Regions from separate parts of the Mus musculus genome. Here regions 1, 2 and 4 are each linked to region 3. Evidence: chromatin contacts called from public HiChIP or PLAC-seq data. All regions are on one chromosome and are shown on one strand. The core of a region is the stretch at or near the end of the contact, and the rest is flanking DNA. Distances in the headings are between cores, read along the strand shown. Region 1 has its middle 12 kb from the start of Gm35797. Region 2 holds the start of Chd9 (chromodomain helicase DNA binding protein 9). Region 3 has its middle 180 kb from the start of Gm24212. Region 4 has its middle 34 kb from the start of Gm46048.

Region 1 (2,700 bases), core at 86-2,585, 650 kb after region 3:
GATTCTCTCTAGGAGAAAAGGGAACGGTCCTCCTAAGTCCTTGCTGGCACCCCTCCAAGGATAAGGGCACCCATTTGGAGACTGTGTCTTCTGAGAGACAGAGTTCTAAATCTTCTTCCACCAAGACAGCATGGGTGCCAGCTGCTGAAACTCTTGGTGCTTACTTGTGGCATCCACACAGAACTTTTCCGGGGAATGGTCTGTCCTGAATAGCTATGCTTCACTCTAGGTCCTACTCAGTTCTGGGCTGCCTTACTGGTCAGTCTCAGTAAGTTAGAGCAAGACTAGCCTAAGTACCAGTTGATAAACTCATCAACACATTTTGTCACCGAGCAGTTTGCCTGAATGAAGCACCTGGATGGTGTGAGAGAGGCAGGGCAACTTCAGTTTTAAATGGCACACTGAGAGCTTACTCTAGACGAGGAAGAAGGAAACGTGTCCATGGAAACAGGCCCAGGAGTGTTCTACCAGGTGCTCCCACAATGTCTCCGTATCTCCTTTCTGCTTTGTTGTGATTGGCTTCCATCTCAGATAGTCGGTGGCCAACCATGAAGCTCATCAGCTTAGAGCAAAAAGAAACAAGATTTCCTCTTTCCCAATAGATGCAGCAATGTCCAAAATAGAGTTCTTGCCCTTCCTGGCCTGGCTCACCTGAAACCAAGTATCATAGCAAAGGAAAGAAACAGACTCTGATTGGCTGGGCCTGTTCTCACCTCCAGTATCAGCGGACCCAGTTACTCACATAGACCTATGGAGACTGACACACTAGAAGTGGGTGGAAAGCTTGGGTGCTCTTACTGAAAAGAGGAGGAATAGATGTTCGACTACATAACCGTTTGTTAACCTGTGACCACTCATCTTAAAGACATATACTCCAAAGCACAAGAGCTAGGATCCAATGCAGGCCCAGTCATACGTAGCTCAGAAAGACCTGGTGCCCAAGTCCAGGTGAAAACCTTCCAGATAAAGTCAGGGATGTCCGCAGCCTCTCCAGCAAACAAGCCACACAGAGGGCTACTCCTGTTCCATGTCCTCTCAGTATCTAAGCAGTGTGCTTCTCAAGGCTTGTGTTAGCCTGTCAGAATGAAAGGAGTAGCATGTATTTTGATTTCTGTTACAAACACGTTGTTTCAGAAATAAAGTTGGCATGGCAGGAATCTTGGTTGATTTAATCTCTGACATGGGAAGCTCATTTATAGCATCACAGCCTTCTGAATGTTTAAAAACTCAAGTGTTATAAGCCTGCTGTGCTTTTCCTGCAAAGTGCAAAACAGCACTAAATGAATAATACCACCTGGCCCAGCAGCACCAGCAGGATCCAGCATCAAACATAGGTTCAGTCTGTTCCCGGTGTGTGGACTTCCCTCTGCTGGGGCTTCAGTCATCTTGCAGAAATAGTCCCATGCCAAGGAGATCTCTCTCTCTCTCTCTCTCTCTCTCTCTCTCTCTCTCTCTCTCTCTCTCTCTCTCTCTCTCTCTCTCTCTCTCCCTCCTTCCCTCCCTCCCTCCTTCCCTTCCTCTCTCCCTTCTTCTCCCCTTCCCTCCCTTCTTCTCTCCCCCTCCATCTCCTGAATGCAGAAATTCCAGATCAGCTGACTCATGCTGCCTCTTTTCCCAAAATAACCTTTCCCAAAGCAGCTCTCCTCCAGATGCACAGCTAGAACGTTTGATCTTAAAACAACCTAAGATACTCCTGTTTTCCCAGTAAATGTGGGTTTTACACGATGTACCCCTCCACACCACCTCCCTACACCCAAAACCCCACTCACTCTTGGTAAAATTACATGCCTATATAGGGTACTCTAGGTATGTAAGTCTATCTTCTTATTACAAGAGAAGTTTATCACAGGCAAGTTCAGACTGAAGTTGCTTAGGTGTACATAAGCCAATCAGACATTGGCATCTTAGGGAACAGGATATCACATGACACCTGCAAGATAAAGTTTTATATGAATTTATAGGAACGTGTGAACAGCACAGGATCTGTACTCTTCCTAAGCAGTGTGCTTTTCCAGGCTAAAGAAATAATGTTTCTTTTTCTTTCCTTTTTAATCTCACTGTCAGAGGTTACAATTTTGACATTTAGACAGAAAACAGATTGCTTATAGTTTAGAAGCTGATAGAAACTCTTTCTAGAATCTAGCTACAAAGAAATCCACATCAGGGATTTTCAGTAAAGAATGGGACACAGAACAACTAGGGCCTCTCTCTTACACTCCTCATCACCAGTGGAATTAGGGAGTCTTCACCCCCTAGAGCTTCCAGGGACTAAACCACCAACCAAAGAGTCCACATGGCTCCAGCCACATATGTAGCAGAGGATGACTTTGTCAGACATCAACGGGAGGAGCGGCCCTTGGTCCTGTGAAAGGTCGATGCCCTTTGGAGAATGCCAGGGAGGAGACAGGAGTGGGTGGGGAGATGGGTGAGAATCCTCATAGAAGCAGGGAGAGGGAGAATGGGATAGGGGGTTTCTGAAGGGAAAACAGGGAAAGGGGATAACATTTGGAATGTAAATAAATAAAATATCCAATAAAAAAGGAAGTCCTCACCCAAAAGAGGTTCTTAAAGATGAGCCAGGGACCTGCAAGAATAGCATGAAGGTCTGAGGTCAGTTCTCTTTGGATACAGCCCCTATACCCATGCATATTCTCCTAGCATTAAATGGACCTGGTCGGTGGGTTTTACAAAATAGTACAT
Region 2 (2,716 bases), core at 123-2,622, 980 kb after region 3:
AAGAAGAAGAAGAAGAAGAAGAAATAAAGGTTGCATGAGTGCATTAAATAATCCAGCATTTAAAAATAATCCACTAAAAATTATATACTTGCATACTGTGTGTGTGGCAAGTGCCTATACCTGCTGAGACATTTCCCAGGCTAGCCTGGAGTTTACTATGTAAACCAGACGCTGCTTCTGACTCCCGAGTACAACCAATCACCACTCCGGCAATTTTTTGTTTTTTCTAAATCCACTATTTTTTTTAAGGGATTCATTATACTTTTTTTAAAAAAGATTTATTTATTTATTATATGTAAGTACACTAGCTGTCTTCAGACACACCAGAAGAGGGAGTCAGATCTCGTTAGGGATGGTTGTGATCCACCATGTGGTTGCTGGGATTTGAACTCAGGACCTTCGGAAGAGCAGTCGGGTGCTCTTACCTGCTGAGCCATCTCACCAGCCCTAAATCCACTATTTTTGTAACACTGTCCACTATGTCTTAGTTAGAAGAAAATACTGAAACCTGCTGGAAAGGACCGGCCTGAAGATCCCCTCAGCTCTACAATGCGTGGTAATAGGACTTCCGTGGACAGTGGACTTCATTTAGCGTCATCTGATCTTAATTATCAGCTAATTAGTTCTCAGCCTGGAGCAGTTCTCCCTCCAACCAGGGAGACATTTGGAAACCCAAAGGGGTGTTTTTGGCGTCACAGTGATGAAGGAGGTTGTTGCTGGAATGTGAGGCTAAGGAGTCAGGGATGCCAGGCGACCCGCCAAAGACATGCTAATGAGCCTCCGGAAGAAACACCACCTGGGTGGCCAAATCCCAAGGGTTCTAATTGTGTCTCCGGGACTCCACCCCCGTACTGGTACAGACAGGGTTGTTACAGACAGGTCAGCAGAAGGTAATGGAGGCATCAGAAAACCAGGGAAAGGGTGGGAGGTGACGTGAAGGACTGCTGATAGGGATAGGCATCCCTGGGCTTGAAATAAACCCAGTCCGTGGCATCCTCGGATGCTCCCAGGGTGTTTAAAGGAGAAGCCACGCCAGACTAGGGCGTACTGAAAGCTGACGGTGGAAAGGAAAGATCCATGAGCCCTGCCAGGAAAATCCCAGGGTGGATCCCAGGTCAGAGGCCCAGACCTGACAGCTCCTCCACGCCTCCAAGAAAAAGTACAACAAATTCCGTTCCCCACGCTCCCCAAGGGGTGAAGGTGGTGCAGCCCAGGCCAAATCTGCGCCCCCCCCCCGGGCTCCGCGGTGTTGGAAGCCACCAGCGTGGGAAGGCCCAGCTGCATTTCCGCCCTGCACTGCGCTCGCACCTCCCAGCCCCTGCCCGCGCTACCATCTTACGGCCACTAGGTGGTGCCTGCGCTCTAGTGGCGCCTGTCTGGCGCCGGCGAGGGAGACAGATGGAACCAGAGTCCTAGGGTTCCGGGGACTGGAGGACAGCGCCGGCAGCTAAGGTAAGGATTCCTCGGGCGTGTCCCTAGAATGTCTGAGGCTGGGGTGGGTTGGCCGCCGCGCAACCTCGTTTGTGGTTTGCATTGATGACCAACGAGGACAGAGCGGCCACATGTGCTGTTGCCCCAAGAGGACCTGGAGCCCCGCTGTCCCAGAGCTGGGCCTAAGCTGAGCAGAACCCCAGGTCCCTGGCTCGCACTCAGACATCCTTCACGAGCCTGGGCCTCCGGAAGGCACGCCCAGCCCCCACACAGCAAGTCTTCAACACAGAAAGGTGGGACTGCTGTCCTAGGGTGCCTCCAGTTGAGCTGAGGGGAGAACAGGATCGCAGCACTTCTCAAACTTGGGCATGCATTGATTGTTGGTTAAGGGATAGTAAGGCATGCTGCTGTCTGGGTTCCATGCCTCCACCCCCACCCCGAGCCCCAGATGTAATTGGTTTGAGTTGGACGTGGGGAGCTTTTATTAAAAACTTCCCCCAGGGGATTCCAGCTTGCAGCCAGATTCAAGGGCTCTTTGACCAAAAGAGTTAGAGAAGACCCTATTACAAGCCCGGAAGGCTTCTCTTCCCTCCCCCTCCCTCTTGCCTTTTCAACCAGCAATTGCCTCTGCCTTTGGGCTGTCAAACTCAGTGTGACAAGCCAACACCCTACCCCAAAGGGTGGAACTCAGAAGTGCCAGAGAAAAGAGAGCCAATCAAATCATGTACAGTATGAAAGGGTTCCCCAAGTGGATAGGAGGAGAGAGGGGTTCTCCCCCACTCTAATCCCAGATGAGTGCAGGAGTGGATCCAGGCTGCACTCATCCTTCTGATCAATGGAGCCAAGCACACCCGGGGGCGGGGGGGGGGGGTGGACGACGACTTTGTAACTAGTAAAAAATGGCCCCGTGAATCTTATGTAACAGCCAAGTGTTAGCAGCAGGAGCCTGGACTCTCCAGAGCCAGCCCTCCCTTATTTGTGTCTTTAAATAAACTCACTCAATCACCCTCACTTTCAGTTTCCACATCTATGGAATGGGTACAGAGGTATAAAACTCTCAAGAGTTGCTATGGGAACGATTAAGACTGAAAGCCTGTGTTTACAGATAGTAGTTCTGTGCCAGGCACAGTTCATCCTGTGCACCATCACAACTCTTATCATAATCCACAGAGTAGCAGGTACTGTAGACAGAAGTAACCCATCTGGGAGCTAAGATACCCCACTTTGATGTCCCAAAAGCTGGGACTTAGGAACCAAAGGGCTTGCTGGAAGTTATCAACATGAT
Region 3 (2,783 bases), core at 260-2,759:
CAGGATCCCTGTAAGCCCCTGTGGTCAATGGCTCTAACCATCCCTGTCACACAACCCTAGGAACCTCTGTTTCTGAAGCATTTCACAGAAAACAGTGTTCATCAACTCCTCTACAGAATGAAGACAAACCATCTCTAGAGCTCCTTGACAATAGGACCAGCACCTCCCTTTTAACTTTTCCCTCTGACTCTTATCCATCAAACTTTCCAGGCTGACAAACCATGAACTACATGGTTTTTAGTTTCCCATTATTAGGCATGTTTGAGATGAAAACTATTCATTTCCTAAATTGGAAATCTGGAGTTAAAATCATCCTGATACTCTGAAGGCTTGGTTCACTGATAGCAAGTGATACTCAGGGTACTGTGAAGTATTTTGTTTCTTTTTAAACTTTAGGGTACACAGCATCTCCATGAGATAGACTGTCACCTGTTATCTAACATACCAGAGTAGAAACAGTCAGAACAAGAAGCCTGAATCCACAGCACACTTACCTCAGAGCTACATGGCACTTGCTCTTAATTACTGGTCCAGGATCAAACTCCTCCTTGAAGCCTGGAGCAGTGACTCACACAGAGATTGCATTGTATGAATGAATTAGTGGTTGAATGAATGAGAAATATGCAAATATATTTGAAAATTATAAAATATTTTCAGATATTATTTTATCCATAAAAATCACTTATTTAAAAGTTGTTTTTATGTCGCAGAGATACACTTTACCATTTAACTCTAGACTTTATGGTAACATATATAAAATAAAAAAAAACTGATCTATTTTATTATCAGTTGTTTTCCTACAAAGCCAAACAAGACCTCACCTTTTTGATAGATCATGCAAAGACCAAGGAAACATCATATTGAAAGTGGGCTTCTATTCATGTATAGTATTTAAAAAGTAAAAATAAACCCACGAGTTTCAGACAAAAGACTTTAGCTTTTGTAGATACACAGTGTTGTCAAACATTTTGCTTTGCATACTCATGAGCTGCTGACCTGGTCCAGTCTCAAACCACACACAAGCAGCAGATGTCAGTGTTGTGCAACTTTCAGGCTGAATGCTCAGGAGGCAAGCCATCTTTGTTGCTTGGAAACAAGCTCGATAGTGATTTTATGCATACAAATGTAAGAGGCCTGAGTAAACCTTGAATGTAACACACACACACACACACACACACACACACACACACACACACACACACACACACACGCACATATATGCACACACATATGCACGTACACATGCATACATGCATTTCAAGAATTATGCATCCCCTTCTAAAGATGTAGCTGTGAATCAAGGGCTGGGATGGAAGAGCTCAGAATAAAGAGTAGGCCCTGTCAAATTTTCGTGGGCGAGAAGACATGGTGGGTAACTCCTTTGCCACACCTGTTTCTGCAGAGAGAGGTAACTCTAAGTTAGCCTTGTCTGAGGAACAGACAGTGTTTCCTACTTCACTATGGTTCTGACAACTAAACAGGCTAAGAGACTTGCAAAATGCAATCTCCTATGCCCCTGGATAATGATAGGTTGTTTGCTCTGATGTTGCTACAGGCTTCCACTTAGCACTTGGAGACGCAAACATTGTAGACCTCTTTTACTAATAACCAGAGTAGAAGCTGACTATCAGTAATTTATTTGAAAGGCACTACATAAAGGAGAAGTGATTGTAGGCAACAATGGGGAGAGACCAATGAGTTAGGTTTCTTATGGAGTATAACAGAAGGGGTAACTGTGGGCTATTTGTCTTTCTTCCACAAGGTGGTGCACTGGGAACGAGCTGAACTACAAAGGACACAGTGTTAGTGGTTGTCTTCTCTGTCTTAGGCAGCCTGATTCTGTCAGACCAGAAAAATGGTGCTGATTTTGGATTTGCTTATAGGACTGTCCAGCATTTCCTGGAAGTATAGCCTCATGAGTATAACAGGTAAAGCAAAAGAGAGAGCAGAGAACATGCAGGACAGCCTGGGAAGCCCTGCCCATTCCATAGTGAGGTAAAGAGCAGATCTGCTTCCAAAACACCGAGAATTTCAGCCCCAGGCTCTCCAGCTCAGGAACAGCTGCTGCAAAATTGAGCAAATTTACCATGCGGAAATATTTCCTCATAATATATAATATGATGATTCCTATTTTGAACTAGATTATTTTAATATGCCTAATCACAGTGAATGAACTTTGCCTCTCACTATCTTAACCTGCTACTTGAAACCTGCAAAGATTTCCTTCAGTGGAATTTTCCACAGTGTATCAAAATCAGACCCAACATAAAATAATGATGACATTCCAATTTTACTAGCCTACCTCTGACCTATTTGCACAGAATCTTCCCTGCCTCTACCTGGCTGTAAATCTATTAGCTGATCATTATAAATTCAAATCTAGAAATAACTTGGGAAAATGGGATTAGCAATGGCTTTGTAGATTAAATTCATACTCTTTTGGAAATATTACGTGTGTGGGATTTTTGTTATCATTAACTAACTTGATAGTCTCACTACCCTACAGCCTAAATATTGCTGCTTTTAGTGCTAATTGATCACGATTACACATCACCAGATATTCAATTATTCAAGTCAACAAGGAAGAGAGAAGCAGAATGCATGGACACAGGTGTTTGAACTCCAGTTCCCAAACTCCAAGGGTAAGAGTAGAGTGGCGTAGAGATCATGAGGAAAAGATTTATCAAGGGAGCCAGCCTATGTCAAAACACAGCACACAGAAGAGCGGACTCAAAGCCAAAGCTTGTGTAATAAGTATTTGTTGGCTCACAAGATAGAAAACA
Region 4 (2,924 bases), core at 358-2,857, 600 kb after region 3:
GAAGGATTGTGGCACGTGGCAGGGACATAGCTGAACCTTCACACCATCCAGCAGACAGGGATGTGAGTAGGAGTATTGCATCCCCTTCTAATAGATCTGGAAAGTCCCCAGAGAAGGATTCTCATTGCTCCAGCTTGGGTCAGGAGCCCATCACTTACCTGTTGTGGCCAGGATGGTGATGAATAGGCAAGCATCTCACCAGTTCCTCTTTACTAGTTTCTGTCATCAAAAGGGGCAGTGACCTCTACAGAAGTGGTTATAAATCGTGTTCTTGTCCTCCAAGTCTTCCTGACAAACAGATCTACTCCAAAAAAGGAAAGAAAACCATATCCACAGATATGTGTAGTTCTTCACATGGAGTCTTAAGGAACTGCCTGACCTTGAATGTCTTACTGGCCCTCATATTAGCTTGTCTATACAAAGGATGCTTATAAATATTTATTTCCTATTTTAATTATGTCTGTGCACAATGTAAATGTCTTGTGTGCAAAGGGGCAGAAGAGGGAAATGAGAAATATTGGAACTAGTGTTACGAAAGTTTGTTTGCTATAATGTGGGTGCTGGAAACTGAACCCAGGTCTTCTACACTGTGTTCTTAGCCACTGAGCCACTTCTCCAGACTCCCACATGATTTGAATGTTAGTGGGAGAATTCCTAATGGCTGATCATTTTCAGAGGCACAGTACCTACTTGCACTTCAAATCACACCCAGCTCTCTTCTCCTTAAGCCTATCTCAAGTGTGCATGCCACATCCTCTCTTACTTTGCTCCTCAGACTCTGCTCCAATCCCTGCTAGGAAGGCAGGAGAGCATTTATATTCTGACAGAGTAGGGAGGTGGGAAATTGCATGATATCAACCAACTTTGAGCATCAAGAGGAAAATAAAAACAATGGCCCCGAATTGCGGATTTTAAAATGCAGGGATACAGTTCTGTTCTGAAAAAAGGAGGGCATCTTTTCTATAAAAACTGGGTAGAGGAATATTTCACATGGAAAGCTTCCCTAGAGCAAATTGGAAGTCAGCACAATGCCCGGGCATGCACTTGTTTAAGCCTGGAAGAATGTATGCCCAAATTTGCACACACACACACACACACACACACACACACACTCCATTCTTTATACATACATATTTACACACAATATACATAAAGAATGACCTTCTCCCGCTCCACCCTCCTGCTGCCTGCAACGGTAACATTTACTGAAGGTTTTATTACAAAAGCCACAAAATGAAATTCTAATCAATAATAGTTTCCAGGATGGTGAGGGGGAAAAAAAGGGAATTGAATACATTCATAGGTAAAAGATGCCATTATCTCAGTTCAGTAACTATGAAAGAGAAATAGATGAAAAAATCCGGGTTTTATATTAAAACCCAGCACAGCTGTAGAGTTACATAATAAAGCATTGCCTGTATCCATGGCAATGAAAGTAATTGATGCAGCACAAGTTATTTTTATAAACCCAAACAAAAAAATTCAATCAGAAATGTCTCTCCCCATTTTGGGGGCATTGTATATTTTGTATCTGTACATAATGCCCACATTTAGAGTCTGAATGCACCCTCTATTGATCAGCCTTGCTGAATAGGACGTGCTGCCTTCCCTGAATATTCAGGATTAGAATCCTTCGGCCTAGTTCCCACTTCTTCTCATCAGACTTCCTCTGAATACATTACACCATGCTTTAAAATCCAAGCAGTGCCGACTTGAGAGCGAGTAAATTAGCCAGGTTCCTGGTTTTGGAGGGGTTAGAGGGCCCAAATTTGAAGATATCTTCAGGATGCATGGACTTGAATGGCATCACTACTCCCAAAGCCAGAAAACCTCATTTACACACACACACACACACACACACACACACACACACACACACACACACACACCCTTAGTGCCTAGAACAGAGCTAAGCACACAGCGAGCCTTCGAAAACAATCAGGGCACATGGCTCATTAATCACTCCAGTTTGATTGGCAAAGAATAACTGAAGACACCTATTACAATCATATTCTAGGGCCACACTTCATCCTTGTATTGGCTCTGCAGAGGAGACACATGGGACCCTATAGAGTGAATTCATCTTTCCAAGAGTTCTTGCCATTAAGAGCTATAGCAAAGCTGGGTGACCTGGGCAGGAGAACAGATCCTTTCCTATTTGTTGATATCAGCTCTCTCTCCTTTGAAAGTCTTAATACATTTTTTTTAAACAAAGGGCCTTTTTCTGTTTTCATTTTGAGGTGGGTACAAACTTGGTATTGATAGATGATCCTACAAAGATATGAAAGTCAAGAGCATGCACTTAGCAAATAGGCATGGGTAAAAATTACAGCTTTATTTCTTGACTGGATAGAAGATCTTCGCAAGTGAAAACTCTGGGCTTCTGTGTACTCATCTATGAAAGGAGGATAATAGCAATATCGACATGGGGACTGGCTATGAAAACGTCATGGCAGGATATTTGTAATGTGCTCATGGTTTGATGAAGAGTGAAGCTTTGCTCAATGAACACAATGAATGTCCAAGTTTCACTGAGTGAAAGGACTGAAGAATAGAGGAGGCTACAGCTGAAGGCAGGCTAGGGAGGACTACCTAGGCTCTTGCCGTGCTGACACTGTGTGACTGTACAAACTGCTTCAAACAAAACAGCCATACTGCAGATTGGTCATAAAAGCCACTCGATGAGCTCTCCCTGCCCCTGCACATCATATCAGCTGCATTCTAGAATCTGCTCAGTGGGTGGCTATGCAAGGTGGGTAGAGAAGCTGCCAGCATGAAGCCCCCTCCCACAACCCCCACCACCCAATGTTACTGTTAGATTCACTGGCCATGGTGGGAACTTGAGCTATGTTGGGACAGGTGACAAGACAGACAATGAAGAGTCCCATGAGCAGCTTTCTATCACCTGTCTCATCCATAGGGAT

What was found. HiChIP or PLAC-seq counts read pairs in DNA pulled down with a chosen protein or histone mark.
Region 1: a contact with region 3 is called in an H3K27ac HiChIP or PLAC-seq map of SST interneurons, with 7 times the contacts expected there. The contact joins two enhancer-like sites. A contact is called at or near these places in 1 of 484 Hi-C or Micro-C datasets (cerebral cortex) and 4 of 115 datasets of contacts at active chromatin or transcription factors (SST interneurons, differentiating embryonic stem cells, embryonic basal ganglia and 1 more).
Region 2: an H3K4me3 HiChIP or PLAC-seq map of forebrain shows a contact between it and region 3, with 10 times the contacts expected there. The contact joins the promoter of Chd9 here to the enhancer-like site in region 3. A contact is called at or near these places in 1 of 39 promoter capture datasets (second pharyngeal arch cranial neural crest), 11 of 115 datasets of contacts at active chromatin or transcription factors (SST interneurons, astrocytes, embryonic basal ganglia and 8 more) and 2 of 9 other capture datasets (embryonic stem cells and pancreatic islet).
Region 4: an H3K27ac HiChIP or PLAC-seq map of SST interneurons shows a contact between it and region 3, with 5 times the contacts expected there. The contact joins two enhancer-like sites. A contact is called at or near these places in 6 of 484 Hi-C or Micro-C datasets (cardiomyocytes, cerebral cortex, differentiating embryonic stem cells and 3 more) and 2 of 115 datasets of contacts at active chromatin or transcription factors (SST interneurons and astrocytes).

The regions. Positions count from the first base shown.
Region 1 is chr8:90,501,791-90,504,490 of GRCm38.p6, forward strand. No RefSeq gene overlaps it. Among named protein-coding and RNA genes, the nearest start is that of Gm35797, 12 kb to the left of the region's middle. Within about 2 kb of position 1,336, at least 18 of the 459 cell types and tissues checked have an H3K27ac peak or open chromatin away from gene starts, as enhancers often do. A contact at or near this core is called in SST interneurons, where this site is marked.
Region 2 is chr8:90,827,463-90,830,178 of GRCm38.p6, forward strand. Chd9 (chromodomain helicase DNA binding protein 9) reads left to right here and starts at 1,373. Exons shown (of 40, transcript NM_177224.2): 1 at 1,373-1,452.
Region 3 is chr8:89,848,587-89,851,369 of GRCm38.p6, forward strand. No RefSeq gene overlaps it. Among named protein-coding and RNA genes, the nearest start is that of Gm24212, 180 kb to the left of the region's middle. Within about 2 kb of position 1,510, at least 29 of the 459 cell types and tissues checked have an H3K27ac peak or open chromatin away from gene starts, as enhancers often do. A contact at or near this core is called in SST interneurons, forebrain, neural progenitor cells and 1 more, where this site is marked.
Region 4 is chr8:90,452,799-90,455,722 of GRCm38.p6, forward strand. No RefSeq gene overlaps it. Among named protein-coding and RNA genes, the nearest start is that of Gm46048, 34 kb to the left of the region's middle. Within about 2 kb of position 1,608, at least 23 of the 459 cell types and tissues checked have an H3K27ac peak or open chromatin away from gene starts, as enhancers often do. A contact at or near this core is called in SST interneurons, where this site is marked.